Linked DNA regions of Anas platyrhynchos: region 2 is linked to region 1. Evidence: chromatin contacts called from public Hi-C data. All regions are on one chromosome and are shown on one strand. Each heading gives the region's core, a stretch centred on a gene start, on an enhancer-like site or on the middle of the called end of the contact. The rest is flanking DNA. Distances are from core to core; before and after follow the strand shown.

Region 1 (4,861 bases), core at 880-3,379:
CAGCGAGCAGAGCAGGGCAGCAAAGCACAAGGGAGGGAGGTTGGAACTGTGAGGAAAGTTAAAACAGGGTAACGCAGACCAGAGTAAAGTGACTTCTGAAACATGCGTACCCAGGTTGGCCAGGTACAGGCAGAAATGCAGGGCTGACCGCTACACAGGGACAAGGATTAATTATTTGAGTGACTCAGAAGTGACTAAGGCTGGTCAGAAAAAAACGGTTGGGATGGGGGGAAATCAAGCCAAGTTTTAGAACACAGTCCCACTCAGGGATGTGACGGGAAGGCAGCATCCTCCCCAGGGAAAGAGATGCAGAAGGCACCAAAGCAGGTGCAGGGTCACTGGAGTTAGGAGGTTTCTGATTGATAGGTCTACTCTCCTGAAGGGAAAAAATAAAATAAAAAAATGTCCTGCCCTCACCATTTCTGACAAAATGGGGGGGGGGGGGGGGAAGACCCTTTTGTTTTTTTACCCTAAAAAGCTCCTGCTCTGCCCCTTCCTACAGTAGATGAGTCACTGTCTAGCAACCTTTATCAAAATATCTCTTACAAAATTGTTTATATCGAGTCACTGCCACTCCCACCCCACAGCACAGTACCAGGGAAGCCGCAGGAGACCCCCATCACCGTCCCTTTCCTGTGCAATGACGAGAGCCTGAAGCAGGTCCCCCTCTGCCCAGCGCCCCCGCCACCCCACTCCAGCTCAGCTGTGCCCCATGGCTCCCCTGCGTTCCCCTCTCACATTTCAGGGACGGTTGTTTGTGTTTTGCAGATGGATAGCACGTGCTCATACGAGAGCCAACAGCACAACCTCATGCAGAAAATGCAAACTGGTGATTTTTTACTGTCTACTCAAGGCTTCGCAAACCTTGTTCTGCGCCCAGTGACGCACACTAAGGTCACTCCAGCACCAGAGGAGGGCAAAAGGAGCATGTGGCTGCCTGAAGGGCAGTGATCAGGGAGATCCCATCAGGAGCTGACAGGCACTGCTCAGGTCGGGTATTACTAGTCAATGGGTATGGATCACCAGCAATTCAGACGTCTCAGGAGTCATTACAAAAGATCTTTCAGGCAGCCCCAAACAGCAGGCACCTGGCTCGTGCTGTATGAGGGACGGACAGAGCTCAGGCTCTTGGACCTATGGACAGCCCTGGTGCAACACGTGTGGTCAGCCAGCCCCAGGGGACACAGACCGAGCCCCTTCTCCAGCAGCAGCCACCGGCATAAGTTTGCAGCTGCTTTCCCTGCGGGCTGCTGCAATGAGCCTGTTCGGGGCTGCCCCAGGGTCAGCAGCCCCAGCCCCAAGCTACCTCCCTGGAAACCCACTTTTGCTCTCTAAGTGGGGCTCGCTCGGGAAGTTCTCCAAACTTCACAAGCAGCAGAGAGAATAAGCTGTTTTCCTGCATCTGCAGCTATCCACACTTCCACCTGCAGCCCGAGGAGCTTGCTTTCCCAAGCAGGGCTGTGGGAAATGCTGCACAAAGACCTTTCGGTAAAAGCACCCCGAGTTCCCACTGGCCACCCAGCCTGGGAGCTGCCTCACTGGGGAAGCCCTCGCCAAGGGGCCCGCTCGGCTTTGGCCACCTGCTAACAGGTGGATGCCTCGCTCACTAAAACCACCACCAGGAAAGCACCCTGACAGCCGGCAGGCATCCGAATCACGAGCACACCGTGTGCCAGCCACCTCTGACCTCCCCCCGCGGCACGAGGGCAGCGCAGCGGGTGCCAGGCTGGCCCCCGAGCCCAGGCTCTGCTGTGGCAGCGGCGCCTGCAGCACCGAAACCGCCCCAGCCGCCTCCTGCACCTGGCACCTCATCCCGGCAGCGCAGCGCATCACCTCCCACTGCTCTCCCACAAGCACTGTTACCTCACAGCTCTGATTTCCCAATAAACTTTCCTCCAACTCTAATCAACACAGATCCAAGCAACAAGCAGCACACAAGCCGGGAGGGAGGGGGCAGTACCTTCGTGTCGCTGGTGGGGCTGGCGCACAGAGGATATCGCAGCTGCTCCAGCGATGCTGCCGGGGAAGGAGCACACTGGAGTTGCAATTGCAGCTCTCCTCTCCCCGCGACCAGATCTCGCAGCCGTCCAGACCAACTGTGCTGGAAAGGCACTCGGCGATCATCTGCTGGAGCTCCAGCTCCACCCCTAGCAGCAGCGATTGGCTCTGTGGTGCTCTGCAAGGCTGCACTGGCCTCAGCAGCCTCCCTCCGGATCCAGCTCCTACTATCATCAGGAGCTTCCCCAGAACCAATTTCCACGGCCCAAGGCAGGCCCTGGTCTTGGGGCAGGCTTGGCAGGTCAGGGGGAGGCAGAGCTGCCCAGCTTCACGTGGTGCAGCCCAAATCAAAGCACCTGGGAGGGATTTTCCTTACTACGAGAATATAAGGATGTGCAAATCTGATTTGTAGGGCAGAGGCTGTGAAGGATATCGCAGGCTCCAGGGGAAATATATTTAATTCCAGTTTCACACTTTTGCAGATGACGCACTTATTTTAGTACCCTGGGTTTATGCAGCAAACACACCTTGCACCGCAGGCTCCTGCCACACGTACCATTGGGCTACCACAGGAGGCAAGCCCCGCACACAGAGATGAAGGGCAGGAGCAGCTTTCCCAAGCAGTAACTGGAGGTGACATTGTCTCCCCTTCCTCCTTTCTGCTCCTAAGGGGAAAGGGTGCTGAGGACTGGCTGGATACCACGGGGGGGTTCTGCTCCCACCTGGCTGACTCGGCAGGCACCTCATTTGCCAGCACGGGAGCTTCTCCAGCTGGAGCAGCTGCAGCATCGGCAAGGAGCCGACCCCACACACTGCAGGGAGCCTGTGTGATGGGACCCGGGGACTGTGCCCAAGCCCAGAGGTGCCTCACGGGTGACCAGCAGCACTGGCAGCTCTGAATGCTCACAGTCCCTCCCCACAGCTTTGCCCATCTGAGACCAGAGACTGTTTGGCTTGCACAAGACTTGGGAGAGTATCAGAAAGCTAAGGGTAGTCCTCAAACCGCTGTTTATCCCTCTGCCTTCTCAGCAGCTCATAAATATTCTCTTTGATGCCTGGTAATTCCTGTTGTATTTCACAGGCCAATTAATTTGGAGACTTAGAAAATACACTTTAAAAATATCAGAAATCTCTTGCTATTTTGATTTGTATTTAAAATCAGAACTCCTCAAATACACAACAATGTTATAATGACACTCGGAGCAGTGATTGCTCATTTCTGCATGAAATATCTGAGAAGTTGAAAACATTTTTTGCCAGTTCATCAAGACAGAAAAACTCACTAAGGTGGGGCAGAGACATGCTAGCCCGTTTGGTTTTAGAGGACATGTGAAGTAGTGGTACGAGTTCATTCCTCAGCACCATACAAGACTGCTACATCACGTCAAACCCAAGCACTGGCGTCACCAACGCAGATGTTGCCCTCCCACATCCCCCACCACAGGGACGATCAGTGCCCACGTTTGCCTGTCCACCTCTTTCCACTGCAGTCCAATTCCTCTTTGAGGTAACCCCCAACCAGCATCCCTCCTGTTACTCTGTAAGAAGGGCACCTGGATGCGACAAGGAGGAAAGCAGCAAGAGAAATAAGATCTAAAGAACAGAATTTTTACAGAGTGACAGAAGAAAGATGGAGAGCTCTGAAAGCTCCATAATTAACAGGGTTTGCTCAGCACAGGTGACGAGCTGAATCACCCTGGTCTGATGGCATCGTTGCTCGTGTCAGGGCAATTCCTTAGCACTTGCTAAGTAGGAAATGAGGACGCGATGGGGCAGAGAGGTTCTGCTTCCAGCCTTGGCAGGTGATATTTACAGCCCATGACGCACATGCAGACAGCCAGGAGAAAGGCAGCTAACATGGCTCTGCTCTGCTCTGCCCTGCCTGTCCTATTCCCGGCACGCGCCTTCGCAGGGACCAACGTGCTGAGTGCCTCAAAGGCCTGCGCTGCTCAAGGCAGCAGAGGGCCTGGAAGAACTGCAGCACACCCACTTGTCCTGCATGCTGACACAGGCTTCTTTATGCCTCTACTTCCAAAGCCAGGTAAAAATGAGCATACTTTGTTCCCTTTGTGAACATTTGGCTAATCAAAGAGATTACAGACCTCCGCCATTCCGCACGACAGAGCTCTGCTGTCTAGCACCTTTGCCAGAGCCGGATAAAAATGCTCTATCTTAAGTAATATTTCTTGCCAGAAAGCATATATTGCATACGGAAGAGAGCAACTGCCAGGTCTGAGTGGTACATGGGGCACGAGCATGCCCAGGTTCCTGCAGTGAAGCTGTGATGATGGGGCTGTAAGGACGGAGCCAGGCTCTTCTCAGCGACATCCAGTCACAGGACAAGGGGCAACGGGCGCAAGCTGGAACACAGGGGGTTCCGCTTAAATGGGAGGGTGACAGAGCGCTGGAACAGGCTGTCTGTGGGTTTGTGGAGTCTCCTCTGCGGACATTCAAAACCCACCTGGACGCGTTCCTGCGTGATCTGATGGAGGTGTTCCTGCTCCGGCAGGGGGATCAGACTGGGTGATCTTTCAAGGTCCCTTCCAATCCCTCACACTGTGTAACTGATGGTCTCAGCAAGGTGGTGCCTTTAAGAAGCAAGTTGATTTAGTTTGATTTGTTTCTGTTAACCACACTTTTTAGAAGGTCTCAGGGATCTTGCTTGTACAAAGTGGCTGAGCCACATTGCTGCACTTTTGCTGCTGGGTGTCTGGAACACTCACCTAAGAAGTAAAATGCTCTTTAAATCACCCAAAGGACCTCACCAGCAATTTTTCTATTTCCAGCTTAATCTGCCTGGCAGTAGTTTTACAAACTGTTCAAGCTGTGATGCCTCACGATCCTGTTTGGCTTTTTAGCTGCA
Region 2 (4,861 bases), core at 1,600-4,099, 71 kb before region 1:
AGGGTGGCAAGCAGCTCCGCAGCACTGCAGCTCTGTGTGGTCCTGCTGGGTAGGAAGCTACAGGTACCAGCTAAAGTTCATTAGTGGTCAGGGAATGTATTTCCAGGCTAAAGACATGAACACCTGCAAGGCAGATAATGAATACATACCAACACAAATACCTACTGCTATTTCCTGAGGGATCTTAGGCTCGTGTTCCTGTTTTCAATTTGTACAGTAGAAAAATAAACCTTAGTGTCACATACCAAGTACTTCTTCTGTGCTCTCTCTAGCTACTTTCTACCACCTTGCTGGGTGACTGGCTTCTGATTAGCAATTTGCTTCCCCTCACATTACTGCTGCTGCACGCCCACCAAGCAAACAGCCCCTTGCACACAGGGCACCGCAGTCCTGCAGCACAGCCCCAAGAGCGTTCCTGTGCCTCCACCAAGAAGAGTCAGTGGGATTTTGCCCTACAGCAGCAGAGATTTCAATTTGTTTTGTTTTGTTTTTTGCTGCCATTAATATGTGCTTAAGCCACAGGGAGCTTCTTAAGACAAACTAACTCTGTTTCTGCTCATGACATGGAGCATTTATTAAAACACACACATTTCCTTTTCTCCCAACTTCCTACCAGCAGGGGTGGCTGCACTACTAGCACCCATATGGTATTAGTTTCAGACCACTTATCTGTAAAGGATGCACCAGGCTCGATAAGAATAAAACAAAAGGCAGCAGCTTTCTACACAGCAGGATAAATGCTTTTGGAAGTTAAGGGGGGACGGGGAGCATTAGTTGTAATGGATTGCGGAGGCGCAGACTGAGCCAGGCTGCAGAAACTCATTTTGCTGCATGGACAAGTTTTAGACAGATTTGCAAACTTCAATGCCTAGAAACCAGTAAGCATTAATGGAGCCTTCTTACAGCCCAGCTCAATTCAAATGAAAATGCAACCAGCAACTTTCAGTTCTAACACCTAATCAAACCCATAATCTGAATTCATACAGTAGAGGTACTATCTACATGCAGGAAATATTTTTAGGAACCCACTTGTGTAAAAAAAACAGCATTGAAAAAACTGCCAAAAGCTAGAGCCCCTGCTACTGTAGAGCAATAAGCAGTGTGTGTTAGCAAACAGATCCATTTCAACAGCAAAACAAACGAGGTAATTTAGCAAGCATTAAAGACATCTCAGCAAAGCACTTCTAATTGCAGAGGAAAGGCCAGAAGGAGAAACAGACACTGAAAAACTAGCTGCAAGGAGAATATTTTAAAGAAGTGCAGGTTTGCCACTTCAGATCCCCCCCCGCAGAATACATATGTGCATCAGCCGAGACGTTGCAGAGGAACGCAGCACTGGACATTTTCAGGACACGTCACCAGAGCAGCACACCTTAGATCCACAGCCTTCTGACTGCATTGTGTTCTACTGAATGGGACCATTCAGTCTGGAGAAGGGTAGGCAGAGGAGATGTGCTAAATCCTCAAATACAGAAAAGGACGAAGCAAAAAATAATGCATTTACTACCCACATGCACTTCAGACTAATTCAATCCATGGCAAAGACAGCACAAGCTAGGCACAGGGAAAACAGAATTTTAAGGGAAAGAGCAAAGCAGCCCCAAACAGATTCTCAGGAGAGGTTGTGTGGTTTGTCACTGCAAATTCAAGTGCCTTTCCAAACAACATGCAAGGATTTGCTAATCCTGCAGCCTTGGCTTCCTTTCTGTGCCCACTGCCAGAAACTCCTCGGGAGGTAGTGGAATGAGCTCTCATCTGGTCAGCCTCAGACACCTCCCCCTCTCACCTGACTTGTTACACAAATAGCACCAGGTTAATTTATTGCAGGAGGTAATTAACACTAAAAAACCTGGCTGTTAGGCAGAGTGGATAGCTCCAGCTAACCAGTCCTTGCATCTTACAGTCAAAAGGAGATATTTGATTTTATTTGGCCAAAGCTAAAGCAGCTAAAGTACAGCAAACAGACATTACTCACACTGGAGAGCACGAGCATGGCTCAGCAGTTGCTGCAGGAGGCACTCAGAACAGACTAACCTGCATGAGCTGGGAGAAGTGGGAAGTAATCAGGTCTCCTGCCTCTACTTGTGTTAGGATTTCCCTAGCCATCTGTAATTCATCCTCAATTTTAATTCATGGTGCTCTCAGCTGTACCCTCCTAACTGAGCCACAGTTTCTGTCAGAAGTTCTGCAGTGCATTTACTGGTGGTGGAGACAGACAAATTAATAAATGTTCCATACAGGAGTTTCCTGGTTTTATTCTGTCTTTTCCAGGTTTATTCTGTCTTTCCAGCACAAGCCCAGCAGAATTGCCAGTGCCAGCTTAGTGCCTGGAAGACAATCTGTTGTGCACGCTCGGGGGAGATGAGCAAGTTAATGAGCATTTCTCCTCACACCTATGACCATTGCAGGAGTCCCTAGTGAACCATGGGGTTTTCTCCTGTGTAATGAAAGCAGAAAATGATTTTATAAAACTGTCACTTAAAATATTTCTGGCAGAGATTTTGACTAATCACGATTGTAAACATTGTCGCAACTCTTACAGCAATGTTGAACATGCAAAATATTTTTTGCAGTGTTAAGGCAAAAACTTGAGCAGGTTCACGGCTTGGAAAGCACATGTCTAGGTGCTTTATTCTGTGCAATGACTCTGGCCACATTTTGCACACTTCCACAGCATTCCAGCTGTGCCACACAGCCACTGCTCCCTGCAGGTTCTCCCCTGTGCTGGGGCAGGGTTTGCTCCTGGGCACTTCCCTGGTGCTGCACTGGTACTGTACTCAGCACATCCCTGGTGCCCATCTCACGTGCTCAGGGCTGCCTCTCCCTGAGCAGTGTAGAGCTTCCAGACCCTACTACAAACAGTACTGCATGCCAAGAGCCCACAGCTTCAATGGCACAGGATGCCCTTGTCCACGCTAATACAAGGATGCCTCAGTTTTAATAGTGCTTGCCACACAAAAAAAAAAAAAAAAAAAAAAAAAAAAAAAAAAAGACAGCCAAAAGCATCTGCTAGAGAAAATTCTCTTGTGCTGATGGATAAAAGAACATTCTGTCCTCACTAACAATCCTAACTGAACATAGCACAAATTACTTCACCTTTAGTGCAGCAAGTCCCCAAATAAAAGGAAGAGCAAACATTGCTAAGAAATTACGAGGCAAAACAGCTCAAGCACAAGATGTTTGTGGACATTAGAACTATAAGAAAAACAGCAACAATAAAATAATAATAATAATACCAGTTACTCACAAGGCCTCATTTGTTCCAGTGCAGTCACAGACTTCACACTGGTATCTGCTCAGGACCTGCAGGCTTTTGCTTCCTCCACAATTCCCAGCAGGTTTCTGGCTCCTCTCAGCCCAAGGAGCCCCTCGCCAGCCCCATTAATGCTCCCAGCCAGGCAGTCACTGAGCCATAATCGCTCAGGTCTGGGTCACTCACTGCTTCCAGCCCTAACAGCGTTTGGCTGCAGCACCTCACGTTTAGTGCACAGACCTGGGAGCAGCTTCATGGACTATTTAGAGCATGGCTTGTATTGAGTGCAGAGTGACTGCAGGTCTCGGGATGAAGGTGTGTGCTGCTGGCTTGCTAACAAAGCCTTGGGACTGCCAGGCCAGCTCGCCAAGTGCAGTGCCCAGAGGCCCTCTTGTCCTGCTGACCCCCCAACAAGGCACAGCCCATCCCCTGCTCCTAGGGGGCTACAGAGCCCTGGCCAAGGCCCTGCTGCGTGTGGTTGGCACCGGGACTGTGCCCATAGCCCATCACCTCCAACCCCACACCCCTTCAAAGCAGCCCCACAGCCAGGGCCCCTTCCCCTCCTGCCAGCCAGACCCCATACTGCCAGCCAGAGCCCTGCCTGCCAGCCTTGAGGGCAACCTGCGGGCTCAGCACCTTTATGGCACCCTTGGTGCTAATGAGCCTGACGCAGCTGGGGCCAGCTGCGCTCACAAGCACAGCGATCCCTCATCAGGACGAGGTTAATGACTGAGCAAGATGGCAGGACAGCAGCAAGTGAAACAATTCTGCATCTTTTCAAGCAAAAAGCTTTTCTCCTTAGCCAGTCCTGTTCATCACCGCCCTGCATGGTGCTATTCAGTGCAGAAGCTGCAGGACCATGACCTCCAGTGCCCATGTGGTGTGTGTGAAAGCACTGCCAAAATACTCTGGATTTCCACAGGGCCTTTCATTGCACAGTCACATCCCCAGTCCACCAGGGTTTGCAGCAGCTCCTGATGTGTGGCCACTGCTGGTCTATAAGGAAATGAGAAAGGAAAAACACTAAGTGAAAAAACACTTGCTGTCCAATTGAAACTGCAGGATGAATTACCTGGCCAAGAAAAATGAGATAAAGTTTGGGAGGAAAAGAGCCAGGAGATATTTAATGGCCCAGGCTGACTGTCTGATGCAGCCTCAGAAATAACAGCACATTCAGCCCACAGAAATGCCAGGACAGAGTACAGGGCTCGTTAGTGACACAGACAGAGGTGCGTCATCCGCACTCTGTCATAGGAATAAATCTTTCCTGAAAGGCCAAATGACTTAATATGCCTTGGTCCCTTCTCTGTAACAGCTCTAGGGCTGCTGAGTGTCAAAGCCCTTGCTGAAAACCGGAGTGGTGTAGGTGGGAGATGAGATCCATCACACCTTGCCTTGTATCAGCGCAAACGGTGCAAAGATGTGAAAGCATGCCGCGGAAAATTGTATTTCCTCTGCACAGTCCCTGCAGCGGATATTGCAATTGATCAAACAACACTGAAAATAAAAGAAATGGGAGCCAGCATGTCTGAGAGCATATGGAGAGGCAGGCAATGTGCAGGTTGGGTGAGCACCTCCACTTTCCAGGGAAGGTCAGCAGATTTTTGG

Evidence for each region. Hi-C and Micro-C count contacts between places; a contact is called where the count stands out from the background.
Region 2: a Hi-C map of liver shows a contact between it and region 1, with 2.3 times the contacts expected there. The contact joins the enhancer-like site here to the promoter of ZMAT4 in region 1. A contact is called at or near these places in 3 of 8 Hi-C or Micro-C datasets (liver, skeletal muscle and subcutaneous adipose tissue).

The regions. Positions count from the first base shown.
Region 1 is chr23:366,784-371,644 of IASCAAS_PekinDuck_T2T, reverse strand. It overlaps ZMAT4 (zinc finger matrin-type 4), which reads right to left and starts at 2,129. Exons shown (of 7, transcript XM_005029474.6): 1 at 1,961-2,129.
Region 2 is chr23:438,634-443,494 of IASCAAS_PekinDuck_T2T, reverse strand. No RefSeq gene overlaps it. Among named protein-coding and RNA genes, the nearest start is that of TCIM, 36 kb to the left of the region's middle. Within about 2 kb of position 2,849, at least 1 of the 8 cell types and tissues checked has an H3K27ac peak or open chromatin away from gene starts, as enhancers often do.